Linked DNA regions of Nothobranchius furzeri: region 2 is linked to region 1. The links are chromatin contacts, called in public Micro-C maps. All regions are on one chromosome and are shown on one strand. Each heading gives the region's core, a stretch centred on a gene start, on an enhancer-like site or on the middle of the called end of the contact. The rest is flanking DNA. Distances are from core to core; before and after follow the strand shown.

The links. Hi-C and Micro-C count contacts between places; a contact is called where the count stands out from the background.
Region 2: a contact with region 1 is called in a Micro-C map of tail fin, with 18 times the contacts expected there. The contact joins the promoter of tmem186 here to the promoter of LOC129164224 in region 1. A contact is called at or near these places in 2 of 2 Hi-C or Micro-C datasets (skeletal muscle and tail fin).

What each region holds. Positions count from the first base shown.
Region 1 is chr4:5,201,240-5,208,164 of NfurGRZ-RIMD1, forward strand. It overlaps LOC129164224, which reads right to left and starts at 1,667. Exons shown (of 3, transcript XM_054743592.2): 1 at 1,371-1,667; 2 at 1,193-1,289. The coding sequence starts at 1,476.
Region 2 is chr4:5,452,145-5,458,846 of NfurGRZ-RIMD1, forward strand. It overlaps tmem186 (transmembrane protein 186), which reads right to left and starts at 3,564. Exons shown (of 2, transcript XM_015967438.3): 1 at 3,424-3,564; 2 at 1,578-2,389. The coding sequence starts at 2,380. The coding sequence ends at 1,724. It overlaps gde1 (glycerophosphodiester phosphodiesterase 1), which reads left to right and starts at 3,250. Exons shown (of 6, transcript XM_015967420.3): 1 at 3,250-3,656; 2 at 4,313-4,488; 3 at 4,712-4,817; 4 at 5,371-5,463. The coding sequence starts at 3,387.

The sequences.
Region 1 (6,925 bases), core at 417-2,916:
TTTTAGCACCCCTAATGTTCGTTTGTAGAACCAGAAGCAAATCTTGTCTCCTCGCAGTGCGTTTGTCTTTTTAAAACCTTAATCTAACTGCTGAAATGTGTCTCCAGCCTCCATTAGTGTCTGTGATTCGTCACTAAATTAAATAAATCAGCTGTGTTCATGATGAAACATGCAGGAAACATGCCGGAAGCAGACTGAAGCGCCAGGTATGTCGGCTCCAACAGTGCATCCCACCTTTCTGAAGTTGCAAGTGGCCACAGGGAGCTGGTGGCCTTTCATTAACCCTGTAATGGGATATTTTTGATTATAATTGCTCAAGAAAACCATTTAATTTCATATTTTTTATGCAATGTTGGAAATGTAAAATGTCCTTTTACGGGGTTAATGAAATGTCACTCAGACCCCTGTGGTTAGAATACCGCATTTGTAACTTCAGAGTGCCGGTCCGGTCTGCTGGACTTAGGAAAGTGGACCTGACACGCCTGGCGCTGCAGTCTGTTTCCAGTATGTTTCCTGCATGTGTAAGATCGTGAACACAGCTGATTCGTTTGATTTAGTGATGAACCGCTTCGAGGCTGAGGAGATGTTTCAGCTGTTAGATTAACATGTTAATTTTCTAACATTTCTGGTGTTTGAGCACAAAAATGCACTTAGGACATATAAGGGTTAGGGTGTTAAAAAGACAACTGCACAGCGAGGAGATAAGTTTCCCTTTTGGTTTCACTTCAAGGACTCTAGGGTGCGCTAAAGCAAGCGAAAACTGCAAAATATCCCTGTAAGTCCTGGTTAACCCCAACTTTTGTGTCCCTAACTAGACTGATATTTAAAGATAAACATTATTGTTATTTCCTCAAATGAAAAATATTCTAGTAAAATATTTTAGAATATTGAAGGACTTCATGTCGAGGTTAAAACTTAAATGAAAGGATTTGTTTTAGTGTCAACGTGCAGAGACCCAGTTAATGACAGCATGTCGGATCTGTAATTTGTCTAACTGTTTTGTTTTTATTTTTTAGTTTAAAGCATATTTTTTACATTTAACACCCAAAAAAATCCAACCTAAAAAATCAGGCTGAAACGATGAAACGTTAAAATGATCTTTAAATATTTAGGTTTTTGTTGTTAGAATTGGGTGAAAGTTCACGCTTCATGAAAAGATTAGTGATGTTAGTCACAGGTGTGTGTATCCTACCTGGTGTGGTTGTAACAGACACTGACGCAGTACAGGCCGGTAGCAGCGAGGACACACGGAGCCAGGGCCATGAGGACGATGTTCACCACTCTGATCTCTGCATCAAACACAGGAGAACAAACACTAAACTCACAGTAACAGAACTTACAAGAATCAGTGACTTTAAAGTGTTGCTGACCAATCAAGGGAAAGTTCACCAGCTCGTCCTGAAGCCCCATAGTCGTGGTTCCGTTCAGATGGATGCTGTCGGCCATCTGGGCTCGATCCTGATGGGTTCCACTCATGCTGCCATTTGCATCCCAGAAAGAAAAACCACAACACAGACAGGTTCAGGTTCTTCTCACTGCCTGGAACAGAACGCCTGGACCGTGTGACTCAAACTGCTTGACTGTTGCCATGGAGACACCATCCAACTTTGTAGAAACCCTGGCGGCCTGTCCGCAGCTCCCCTTGTTTACTGCTCATTATTCTGTGCAGCGTTGTGGGGCGCTCTGAGGGGAGGGCGATGTTAGGCTTTTCATACTGTAATAGGAAGTGAGTGCTCCCCAAAGCAGAGTAGTCTGCATGTTTCTGCACAAAGCAGAGAGGAATTAATTAAAGTTGGATTTTAACATGGCATGCAATGGCGAGACCTCCAATTTCACATCGATGTGCACCAATAAAATACATGGGATATGTTTTTAAATTCCTATTTTTATGCATTATTTCTATTTTTATGGTATTTTTATGTTTTATTTTTAAGTAAAGTTAATGATAATTATACAAAATTATTATTATTATTATTTTTAAAAAATACAAAAAGTCTCTATTTGAGAGAAGTTTGCACCCCCCTTTTTTTTAACTGTTATTTTTCCTTTTAACCAAATTTTACCAAAGCAGAGTCGCGTAAACATTCTTGCATCACGTCCACATCTTATTTATTTATTTATTTTAATCTCCACTGTTTGTTTTGAGGACGGGACTGCAGCAAATCCAGGGAACTACAGTTCACATTTTCACAAACAGTCAGGATCTACGGTTCAGTGGTTCCACAAAACGCTCAGAGCCAAATCGACAAAAAGTCAACAAAGACGGCATTCTTTCTTTTTTTTGCTACGCTTCACCTCCTGCAACACCACAGGAGATAATATGCAATTAGTGGAGGATCTAGTTAAAACAGGTTCTGTGTTGCTGTTCAACAAACTCAGCTGCTTTGAGGTTTTATTATTTTTTATGAGAATGACTTTGTTTCAGATAATGCCTTTAAGCAGAAAGATGCCTCCATCTTATTCATAATAACAACAACAACAATTATTGTTATTATTATTATTATTATTATTATTATTATTATATCAAACATGCAGTGAGAAAAAACTCTAAAGTTTTTGACCGAAGTGCTGCAGGTTGGACTTATTTTGCATAATACACTGAAAAAAAATATAAACACTTTTGTTTTTGCGCCCATTTTTCATGAGTTGAACTCAAACATCTGAAACTTTTTCTACAAACACAAAACACCCATGACTCTCAAATATTGTTCTGAAATCTGTCTACATGTGTGTTAGTGAACACGTTTCCTTTACTAGATACTCCATCCCACCTCACAGGTGTGGCATATCAAGAGGCTGATTAGACAGCGTGAATCATGTACAGGTGCGCCTTGGAGTGCCCACAATGAATAATAATACGTTTACAAGAGTTCCTTTGCAAAACAGATGAATCTGTTTATGCATTTTCAACAGATTTATATTATTTACTTTGGATAAAAGATGGCTTTTATCTGTTTTTGCTAATAAACTCGTATTATATACACACAGATTTCATTGCTTAAATTCATTAAATTAACAGTAACAAAAACACATTTATTGCAACATCCTGCTGGAACAGATTAGTTGTACGGTTCATTTTCTCCACTAGAGGTCAGACTCAGATTACAATTGGTGTAGAGAAGGTCTGGAGGTCTTCAGTAGGATGGAGCTGTGACAACTTCACATGTGAAGTCATTCTACAGTAAATTAAAACCATCCTCTAAGTGATGGATCAGCATCACAGAGAGGATGGATTATTTATCAGCCTTCTAAACGTTTTCTAAAGACTTAAAATTTCACTCCCTTTCTGACTTTCTGCAGAGTCAGACTGAGGTTTGTGGGTGGCGTGGTGTTTATTTGAACAGAGCTGCTTAGGTAAACTAATTTAGTCTGTGGTGATTATCATGGAAAAGTGGTTCCTGGTCTGATTCACGGCTGAGAAGAGTCATGTTATCCACTTTTGAGCTGTTTTTGTAGCACACTTTGGTCCTTTAGATTTTTGCTGCTTTTTCTCTCATTTTTAGTGGTTTTTATGCACCTGTGACTGGAACAAGTGGTTTGTGACTGGAACAAGTGGACAATTGGGGGAGAAAATGATGAGTGTCAAGTGCAACATCCATCTACTGCAGATGCATGAAAGTCGCATCTGTTGGAAACGAAAAGAAAACCATGCTTTGTGACATTTTTCAGCTTATGAGTGTTTGGGAATCATTTAGCTGATGCTCAAATTGAATTTTATGCATCAAACTGTGATAAAGTTGGTGTTTTTCAGAGATTCAGCTGATTAAATCTTCAGAAATGTTGACGAAATGTTCATTTAAAAATTATACAAGTGCCTGTTTTGAAGCAAAATGTAAGGATGGAGAGAATTCTCAAGAAAATCATCACACCAATGTTCATCATTTAAATTTCACTGAATAAAAAGCTTGTTTTCATTACCAAATAAAGTCAGATTTTCAGCTATTATGATTTCATTGTCAAACCTCAACTTTTTAAAAGCTTTCTCATGGCAAGAAAATGGATTTAGCTTAACAAAATTAAAGTGACTGAAATTTGCAGTTTCACTTTGACCAATGAACATCTTATTGATTTAAATTCTTGAGTCTCAAACAAAATCTATAAAATTAGAAAAACAGGTTTTTGGGTTACATTTAAAAAAATGTTTAACATTTGCCTCAAACAACATCAGAACTATCAAAAAGTTGTAGAAAAAAGCATGAAAACATAAATAAAAACAGTATAAACTCATTTTTTTAAATAATCCAAAAGATTTCATCTTCAAATGGACTTATATTTTGAAAAAAAAAACAATCTGGAGTTTCAATCTGATTGGCTACTGATGAGGAAAGTAATCTAAAATCATGTCAATTAATTAAATATTCTACGTAAAAGTGAACACAGCTTTATCTCCTCACAACCGTGGACGAACAGCAACTACCCCACCCCCCACCCCTACACACACACTTTACCACCACCACCACCCCCAGCAGCAGCAGCAGCTCCTTCATCAGCCTTTGGGCTTTCTCATCAAACAGCTTTCAGATGTTTCTGTCTAAATGACATAAAACAGGTGATATTTTAACATTTATCACTATTAATCATTGATTTGATATTTTTCTGCTCGTCCCACACTCCTCCTCCCCAAGAAGTTATTTTTTAAGTTATGGTCTCTTTAAATAAACAGCCAAGTTGGCCTCGTGTCACCATTGATTGTAAGAAACTTTTCTTCTCTCTGAAGAAGCTTTTCAGCATGTTTATAAATGTTTTCTTCAACTTATAAAAGTAAATCCATCATCTCTGCCATGATCTTCTTCAAACCCTCCCGCTCTGAATTCCTGGCCATCCTTCATCACTCAGCCTCACCCCCCCACCCCCACCCGCCAGCCCACTCTGCTCCTCTTCCTTCCCTCTTGGTGTTTACACAGAGGCTAGTCAGGAGGAGTTCGGATTCTGGTGAGATCAATTTGCTCTGATGTGGTCCAGGAGGGAAACCCTTTCTTAATTCATTAAATCTTAAATATCTAAACATTTGTTTTAGATCATGATGTAAGTTAAAGACTTACAGCTGAAGTTTGAAATCAAAATTGCATCCTTGACGAAGGACCTACCCAGTCGATGTAGGCTGGAGACTTCGAGGATCTTGATTTTGGACACAGTCTATAATTTGATCAGTTGTAGATTTATGTGTGATTGTTAATTTCTGAAAGTTTCATTCACATCTGACTAGAAACTTTACCAGTAGACACGCTGGGATGAGTCTATAGTTACTGATTAACTTAATGACAAAGTTGAAAAGAAAGACTGTGTGATCCATAAGTGATCAAAATACAAGCTGGGGATGTGTCTTGGATACCTACACCCCAGAATATAACTGAATATCTGTATAATTAGTTGAAATGTGGCAATGTGCAGAAAAGTGTGATTCTTCCTGTGTGAGAGTTGGCAGCTCTGATGTTCAAGTTTGTCGATCCTCAATATAAAAAACAAGAAGAAGAAAAAGAAAAAAGTTAGCTTTCTCTGTTGGCATCATGGCAGAGCCTGGAAATAAAAGTAAGAGAGTCATGTCTGGAGGTGAAGCAAAAAGCTAAAACCATAATGAACTTTGGCACAGTTCACACTAGTTTTACCACTTACACACTAGCATCGACTAATTTGGCTCCAGGTAGATCGCCTCGGGAAGAGGGCTGAAAAGACATCCGGTTGCGCACAAGAAAATCCAAGGCCACCCAAATGAGAACACTCACAACCTGGTCAAGGCGGAGTAGAGCCGATGCTAGTGTCTAAGCGCTATTTTGAGAGAGTTAAAGTAAGCTACAAAAATCATGGACTGATGGTGACCTGGCTTTGCTGCTACTGGACATGTAAGTAATAATATTTGTATCCAACAGTGTGGATCTTTCTACTTTGTGGTTTACTTTAGTATTAATTGGCTCATGTTAGTGGTAGCTCATTGTTAGCGCTACTACAGCAGTGTTGTTTACAACGGTGGTAATTCCACTTTCAACCAGTAGGGCAGAAGAGCAGGAAACTGCTCACTATTACTTTAAAATCTATTTCATGATTCTTTAACAAACACAATCATCAATGATAAATTATGAAAGCTGCATGGGAGGTAAACTGACATTTAGCATTTTTTTTAATCTTTTAAGCTCTCATGCATGGCTCCAAACCTTCAAACTACCACCTGCATTTCACTTGTCCACCAAACCAGGAATGATCACCAAACTAAACTCCCATAAATCCCAGTAACGGAGCAGGACAGCTCATCCTCCTCACACCTCTTCACTCATCCTCATCCCAGCCTCAAACACGGCTGCTGGCTGGATGCCAACAGTCTGCAGGATCCCACAGAAGATCTAAACCTTCTTCTGACCGGTAATAAATACACAATTTGGCAAACAAACCACATATGGTTGTGTGTAGGAGACTTCTGAGCACATTCAGCATCAGGGGTTTTAGTAATGCTGAAATGGTCATCTGATTGTTGAAGGAGGCGGGATGTCAAGGATTGGAAAGGTTTTGGTTTCTGGACATTACAGGAGATGCGTTCCAATTTCACACTGAATTTATTTAAGGAAGGTGATGGAAAGGTCAGCCAGCGTGAACGCCGGAGAAGCAGAAGAGAATCTGAGAAAAGACTGAGTGGAGATGCAAAAGTTGGCAACCTCATGAACACAGCAGACCCAGCTCTCACGGGGAAAGCCTTTATTTGTGCGGAACATAAGCTTGTCTAAATAATCATGAAAGCATCGTGCACAAGGCTGGTCACGGCGGGCACGTTCGTTTGATCACAGCCATCTCCTTTTGCAGAATTCACATAAAAGAGCTGAACAATTTCTCATGACCTTCTACCACCTGCTGTCTACCTCAGCCTCTTTACAACCCAGAGGTGAAAAATGACAATTTCATTGCTTGTCTTCAACCTCTAACAACAACACTACATGAC
Region 2 (6,702 bases), core at 2,314-4,813, 250 kb after region 1:
GATATGTAGATTAAAATGGCAGAAATGTAAACATCAGGCAATAGGAGGATAAGACTAACAAAATATGACACTGACATGTAAATCATACATTTCCTGTGCATTGTTCAGGCTCGGGAGTGCTGCATGCTCTTATTGTTGCATTAGTTGTAACTATCTTATGTCTGATGAATACTAGAAAATTTAATTGTTGCAGGTTTTATTTTAATGATCAGAAGAAAAAGTTTAAACTTGGAAAAAGCCCACTGGTGCTCAAATTATTCACGTTTTAGGATAAATAAATCTCAACACGTCAGCAGACCTGAAAAGTGTTTTTGTCACGTGACACCACTGACACCTAGTGGTCAAAATTACAAGTTACAACTGATTGTTTTTATAAGCATGGTTGCCCTGGCAACATAACATTAATTGTAAAATAAACACAACACATATTCGATGATTATACATTTACAATTATGTTTACACCTCTTTATCATTTATTTAATTCAATCTTCAGATCTTTTTTGTGTTTAAATCCATAAAATTCCAAACATCTTTAGTCATTTTTATCTTTCAGTTCTATTTTTTTTTCGTTTGTAATTTAATTTGAACATTTATTGTCACTTTTCTGCTGTCTTGACCTTCATTGTAGCTATTTTGTAAATTTGTAACAGTTGGTTTTCAGGGGTTGTTTTGTTTTAAAATTCTGTCAGTTAACCATCTTTTCAAACATTCTCATTTATATCTCTTGGTGGATTTTGTCTCATTTACTAAAGATGCAAAAGTTTTGTTTCATTTTAGTAATTTTCCCTGGACATTTCTTGCTGTTAGCTCTTATTCTCTTTTGGCTATTTTGTTTCTATGGGATCTACTGACTCTTGGTATAATCACTAAATGCTCCAAAGGCCTGCCAAAAGGTTTTAACAACATACAAGATGATATGAGAAACAGGAAATAATTGACCCTCGTGTTTGATAAAAGCTTATTACCAGTGCATTTTAAATCTGCAGCATAATTTTGCTTTATTTTTTTGACTGAGTTGCAATGGAAAAGTGTTTCTGATGAGTTTGGAGAAAATTTCCTATACAGGAAACTCAAATGCATGGATTTTATCTTGTAATTATTTGAATGTTTATTGGAAGAACTGATTAGATGTTTTTGTCTAAAGATGTATGTTACAAATAGCTGAAAATGTTTTAATTGAAAATGCCTCACTGCAGTGTCTCTGATATTTGTAATTTGTCAACTTAAATTTTTTATAACTTGTGTACGAGACCATAATCAGTCTGCTTCACAATATTAGTTTTTTTATCTGTAACATATAGAATTCTATTAAGAAACCCAAAAAATTATAGATTTTCCAAATAAAATTTATCAATAGTCACATTTCCATGCAGGATGATCAGGTTGGAAGAAAACTCAACTGCAGGATTCCTCTAAAACTCCAGGGGGGTTTTATGACCACATTCAGACCTCTAATGGACCAATAAGATCAACAGTAAAGGGAATAGATCCACTCTGCAGAGCCATCAGATATTAAACACATCAAAACATTTACCTGTCCGACTCACCTGGCCAGGTAAAGAGGCTAGAGTCAGACACTCATTAGTCACATTTATTTAAATCAAGAAATGAAAACATTGAAATTGAATCATTTATTTCAAAACAGGATATTTTTGTATATTTGTTGGATCTTATTACAATACTTGAAAGCAGTGATTTAGTTGATCACATTTTGAATGAAGAATTATTTTAGCCTCCCAAACACTCTCTCAAAGCCCTGCTTGTCAACAACGCGTCCGTAATAAGTAGAAAAATACATTGTCTCTGGACTACTGTATCTCTTCAGTTTCAGTATGGTCTCATTCTCCATGTCTCCTGTGTCCCAGATGGTCAAAACGTCTGACACGGGTAGGTAGGTGTCTTGACGCTTGCCCCAAAAAGTGAGGTGAGAAACTTTGAGTGTGGTCTGGGATGGATCCAGGTACATCATCCCCACAACCCTTCTAAAGAAGTGACTCATAGTATACAGCATGACACCAGCAAACAGTGCAATCCCCGTAGAGTAGCATACTAGAAAGAAGGACACGTCACCCTGGAAGTAAAGGAAATACATGGGTGGAATGATGACCGCAGTGATTGCAGTTTGGAGCAGTTTGAGCCTGGACACGACTCTGAGAAGCTTAATGTGTGGCAGCGTGTAAATCATAGAGAATTTCTGCGTGGATAGGTCTGAGTATCTGACGGAGGTTGTGATTTTAGGAGTGAGGGGTCCATGGGAGGTCTGATGGATGGGTGTATGACCTGAAAAATGAGACTGTAAACCATTAGACACTCGTCCAGAGAGTAAACATGATCCTCTTGTGCAGGACAGGGTGTGGTGGGTTAATCTGCTCAGCAACATCGACCTGATCTGTGGGGGAAAAAAAACATTAAATACGACATTCAGTCAGGCAATATGCAGTCACCTAATTGAGCCAAATATTAACAGCAGAATAAAGTCTCGATCTGTTTTACATTAAAACTGTTAACCCTTATTCAGAATGAGGTCAAATTAATCTCCTAGCTGAATCAAATCAAGCTCAAGGGCATTTCGCGGGTAGGATTGTTTGATCTATTTGATCCACCAATTCCTTTGAATTTGATAACACTGTAATAACAGTAATATTAATAGTCTCACTATGATGCTCACCATGGCCAACGACTGGTTAATTCACAGGTAAAGTCAAAAATAGTCCCAAGTCCACTTTTGGCATGAAGACGTCCAGCTTTGTGACCCGGATGTTACAACCGTGTGTTCCTAAAGATCTCGTTTACTCTCCTCACATTAGAAACATTAGTAAAGTATACATTTTAATTTAAAAAATGTATGAAATTGTTCACACTGAATAAGAGCTGCAAACGGCATGTAGCGAACCTATTTAGAACCACATCCGGGGATGCGCCGAGATGTGTTTCGGTCCGTCGAAAAATGTTTTCCCCACTTAATGAAATATATTTCAAGCCTCCGAGATATGTTCTCCAGCAAAGTGGGATTTACAGTTGTTTTAGTGTAGAAGAATAAATGTCATTGAATGTGTGATTCGTGAAATAACGAGTTAGTTTTATTGGTTTACTTTGACAAAGGTCGCGCCTGTTTTACGTAACATCCGGTCACAGCCGTTACGACGTGCCACCTGAAATGTTGTCCTCCCGTTTGGTCGTTCAGCGGCTCAACCGTCCTAGCAGTTTCTAGCTTTCTCCGGCTTAGATGTGGTTTAATGCTCCACTTAATAGCTGCTGTCAGAATATAACACGGAGCATGGATGTGTGTGAAACATCGCGTTTTTAACCAAGAAAAATAGCTTAACAGGAAAGAAAATGTCAAACTGAAGAAAATCTGCGCTCGTGAACCCAAGAAGTCGTCTACAATGCTTCAGCTGGGAGATGAAGTCACCCTCTACTCACTTGTCCTCGTGGTGGTCCTGCTGGGGACGCGGAGTCCGGTGTGGTCGGCTGTCCTCACCGCTTCCCTCTACTTCTTTCTAGCCATGTTTCGGTTCCCGCAGGTGACGACCAGCCGAGCCCGGCAGGTGTTGCATCCAGACTCCCGTGCAGTGGGCAGCGGTAAGGTGTCTGTGATCGCTCACCGGGGCGGAGGACACGACGCACCGGAGAACACAATAGCAGCCATACGGGAGGTGAGAAGGGACACTGGGGAGGGAAGACGTTAAACCGTTAACCTTCACACGACCTAGAGCGGCTGTTTCTTCTAATGGCGAGATTTAGTTAGTCATTGATTAAAAATGTAATACCTCCACTTTAATACACATTTGTGTAACACCCGCAGATCAGCCCCCAAGATGTTACATGAAGTGAGTCTGACCAACCAGCATTAATGTGGGCAATGAAGCACAGAATCGGATCGCTTCAAAAATAGATAATTTATTAAAGATTGCAAAAGCTAAAAGTCCAAATAAAAGCTCGGTCTGTGCAGGTTGTGCCTACAAAACAGGGCAGGGAGACCAGTTCAAATCCAGGGGGAAGTTGAATTGTCTTCACCAAACCAACATGTATGAAGGTAGTGACGATGACTTGAGCTTCCCCCAATCGGCCCAGTGCTGCACCCACACAATTTACACACACTCACACACACACACACAGTGTGATACAGCTCTCCCAGGTTACATTTGCACTATCTAACCATTTAAGGAGATTGAAATCTAAACGTGCTTATTTTCAAATGAACTAAACCAAAGTGTGTACGACACACGTCAAAATGTTTATAATGTGATATTTTAATGCATCTACTTTTTTGGCTCACGGTGACTTGGTTCTCCAATGCTTTTACCTGCAGGCCAGTAAGAATGGTGCAACTGGTGTGGAGTTAGACCTGGAGTTCTCCGCTGATGGGGTCCCAATACTGATGCACGATGAGACTGTGGATCGGACCACCAATGGGTCGGGACGTCTCAGCCAGATCAAATTTTCAGAGCTCAGGAAGCTGGATGCAGCTGCAAAACATCGGCTCAGGTGAGAAACAGCAAATTGCTGAGTTAGCAAAGCCTACTTCCTCTTGTACGTTCATAATGCGTGTTTTATCCTACTGCGTTGCGGTTTGTGCTGTGTCAGAAAAAAAGAACCATAATGCAGAAGCCTGCTTCCTTTTAATTTATTCTGCAATAAATAAAAACAGATTTCCTTTAAAATAAGTTTGCTCTCCAAGTGAGTGTCACTCTTATTCCTTCATCACTAGGAACAAGTTTGAAGGTGAGAAGATCCCAACTCTACAGGAAGCAGTGGAGGAATGCATCAGACTGCAGCTCACCATCTATTTTGATGTCAAAGGTCATCCGGACCAGGTAGAGAAAACAAAGCTCAAATAAACTTACTTATGTGCTACTGGTTTAAAAATAACTGCAACAAGATGTCTTATTAGTCATTTTTAACTCTCCACACTTTAAATTCAAGTTAGACTAATTAGCAGTGAAATAATCCTTTGCCACATGCTTCATGACCTGCAGATTTACAGACATTGTGTATGATCAAATTCAACACAGCTCTTAATTAGCTGTTTCCACGCTTGCACCGTTTCACTTTTGTGTTGAGTGGTCACAAACAGAGGCACAGGCAACATTTTACTCTTTAATTAAGAGTCTGTGTTGCGTTGTGTTTTAATTGTTTAAGTTTTCAGATATTTGCAGCTCAACACATTTTAAGGAGTACTTACTTAAGAAAGCTGTGGTTTCATCAGTTTCTGTTGTTTTTCTTGTCACTGATCTTCTAGAGGTCAGTGGCCCACAGCAGTGTGTCTGATCCCACGCAGCTATTGGATGGGTGCAAACACACACACACACACACACACACACCGCAAACTGACCCTCTATAGTTGTGTGCTTTGTTGTTCCCACACAGGCAGCTGCAGCTCTTAAAGACTTGTATCAGAAATATCCGGTTCTCTACAACAGCAGCATCGTCTGTTCCTTCGAACCCAAAGTCATTTACAGGGTAAGAGTGTGTGTGTGTGTGTGTGTGTTTAAAAGCAGCTGTGAATCCTGTAGATGAGGCATGAACTGATATGATTTTTTGCATTGAAGTTTGATAAAGCTTTATTTTGAAAGGCCTTCACTAAAAACTCGCTGAGCTCTTTATAATTTATTAAACTGATTATTTGAAACATGATAAATACCATTTATAGACTATAAATAATATAATTATCCAAAGGAAAATTAAAACAAATGCACAACCCAACTTGTTTAATACGTGTTCATTATTGATCTGAGTTGTCCTGATGTGCTTCTGAGCAGAACCGTGCCCGAGACAAAAGTAGCAGGAGGCTGAGGGGATCAGTGAACTTTGTGAAATGATTTGTAAACGCAGCACAGCACAAAAATGGCGGTGATGTTGAGCTTTCTGCTCAGTCGTTGGTTTCTTGTCAGACTCTGAACCAGGAGATGGCTGCAGGCAGTGAGGCGTCGTACGGAAAGCTCTGGAACAGTCAGTGACTCCACCCCATAGCCAATCAGTGACCACATCAAAGCAAGTACTAGGGGGAAAATACCGACCTGTGCTGTTGGAAGAAGCTGTCCAACCAGACCGGACCCATACGAGTCATGCTGTTGGGAAAGGGGCATTAGAGCCACGTTATCAGCTTTAGCTGTAAGCACATGCAGAGGCTGACAGGGAGGCAGATGGTGCTCCAGTACTTGGGAAACTAAAAAGTGTTGTCTCCTCAAACAGCAGCGCAGCTCCTCCACAAAAGAGAACCTTCATCCTCCAAGCCTGGGTCATCTGGGCTTTTTATGATAAATGACCCACACTTGTATAGCACCTCTCAGAGTAAGGACTCCAAAGCGCTTTACACTACAGTGTGTCATTCACCCATTCACACACACATTCACACACTGGTGGTGATGAGCTACGACGTAGCCACAGCTGCCCTGGGGCGCGCTGACAGAGGCGAGGCTGCTGAGCACCGGTCCCTCCGACCACCACCAGCAGGCAGGGTGGGTTAAGTGTCTTGCCCAAGGACACAACAGCAGAATTCTCTGTCCGGAACCTGCAACCTTCCGATTACTGGACAACCCGCTCGACCTGTTGAGCTACTGCTGCCCCTAATATGCCTAAAAATTTCCCAAAAGGCAAAATTCGTCCTGTTAAAAATTCCAGAGGCTTTCTTACATCTGCCATGAGGACCAAACTTGTACTCGTTAACCTGCTAACAGGAGCCGCCCAAGCCAACCAGCG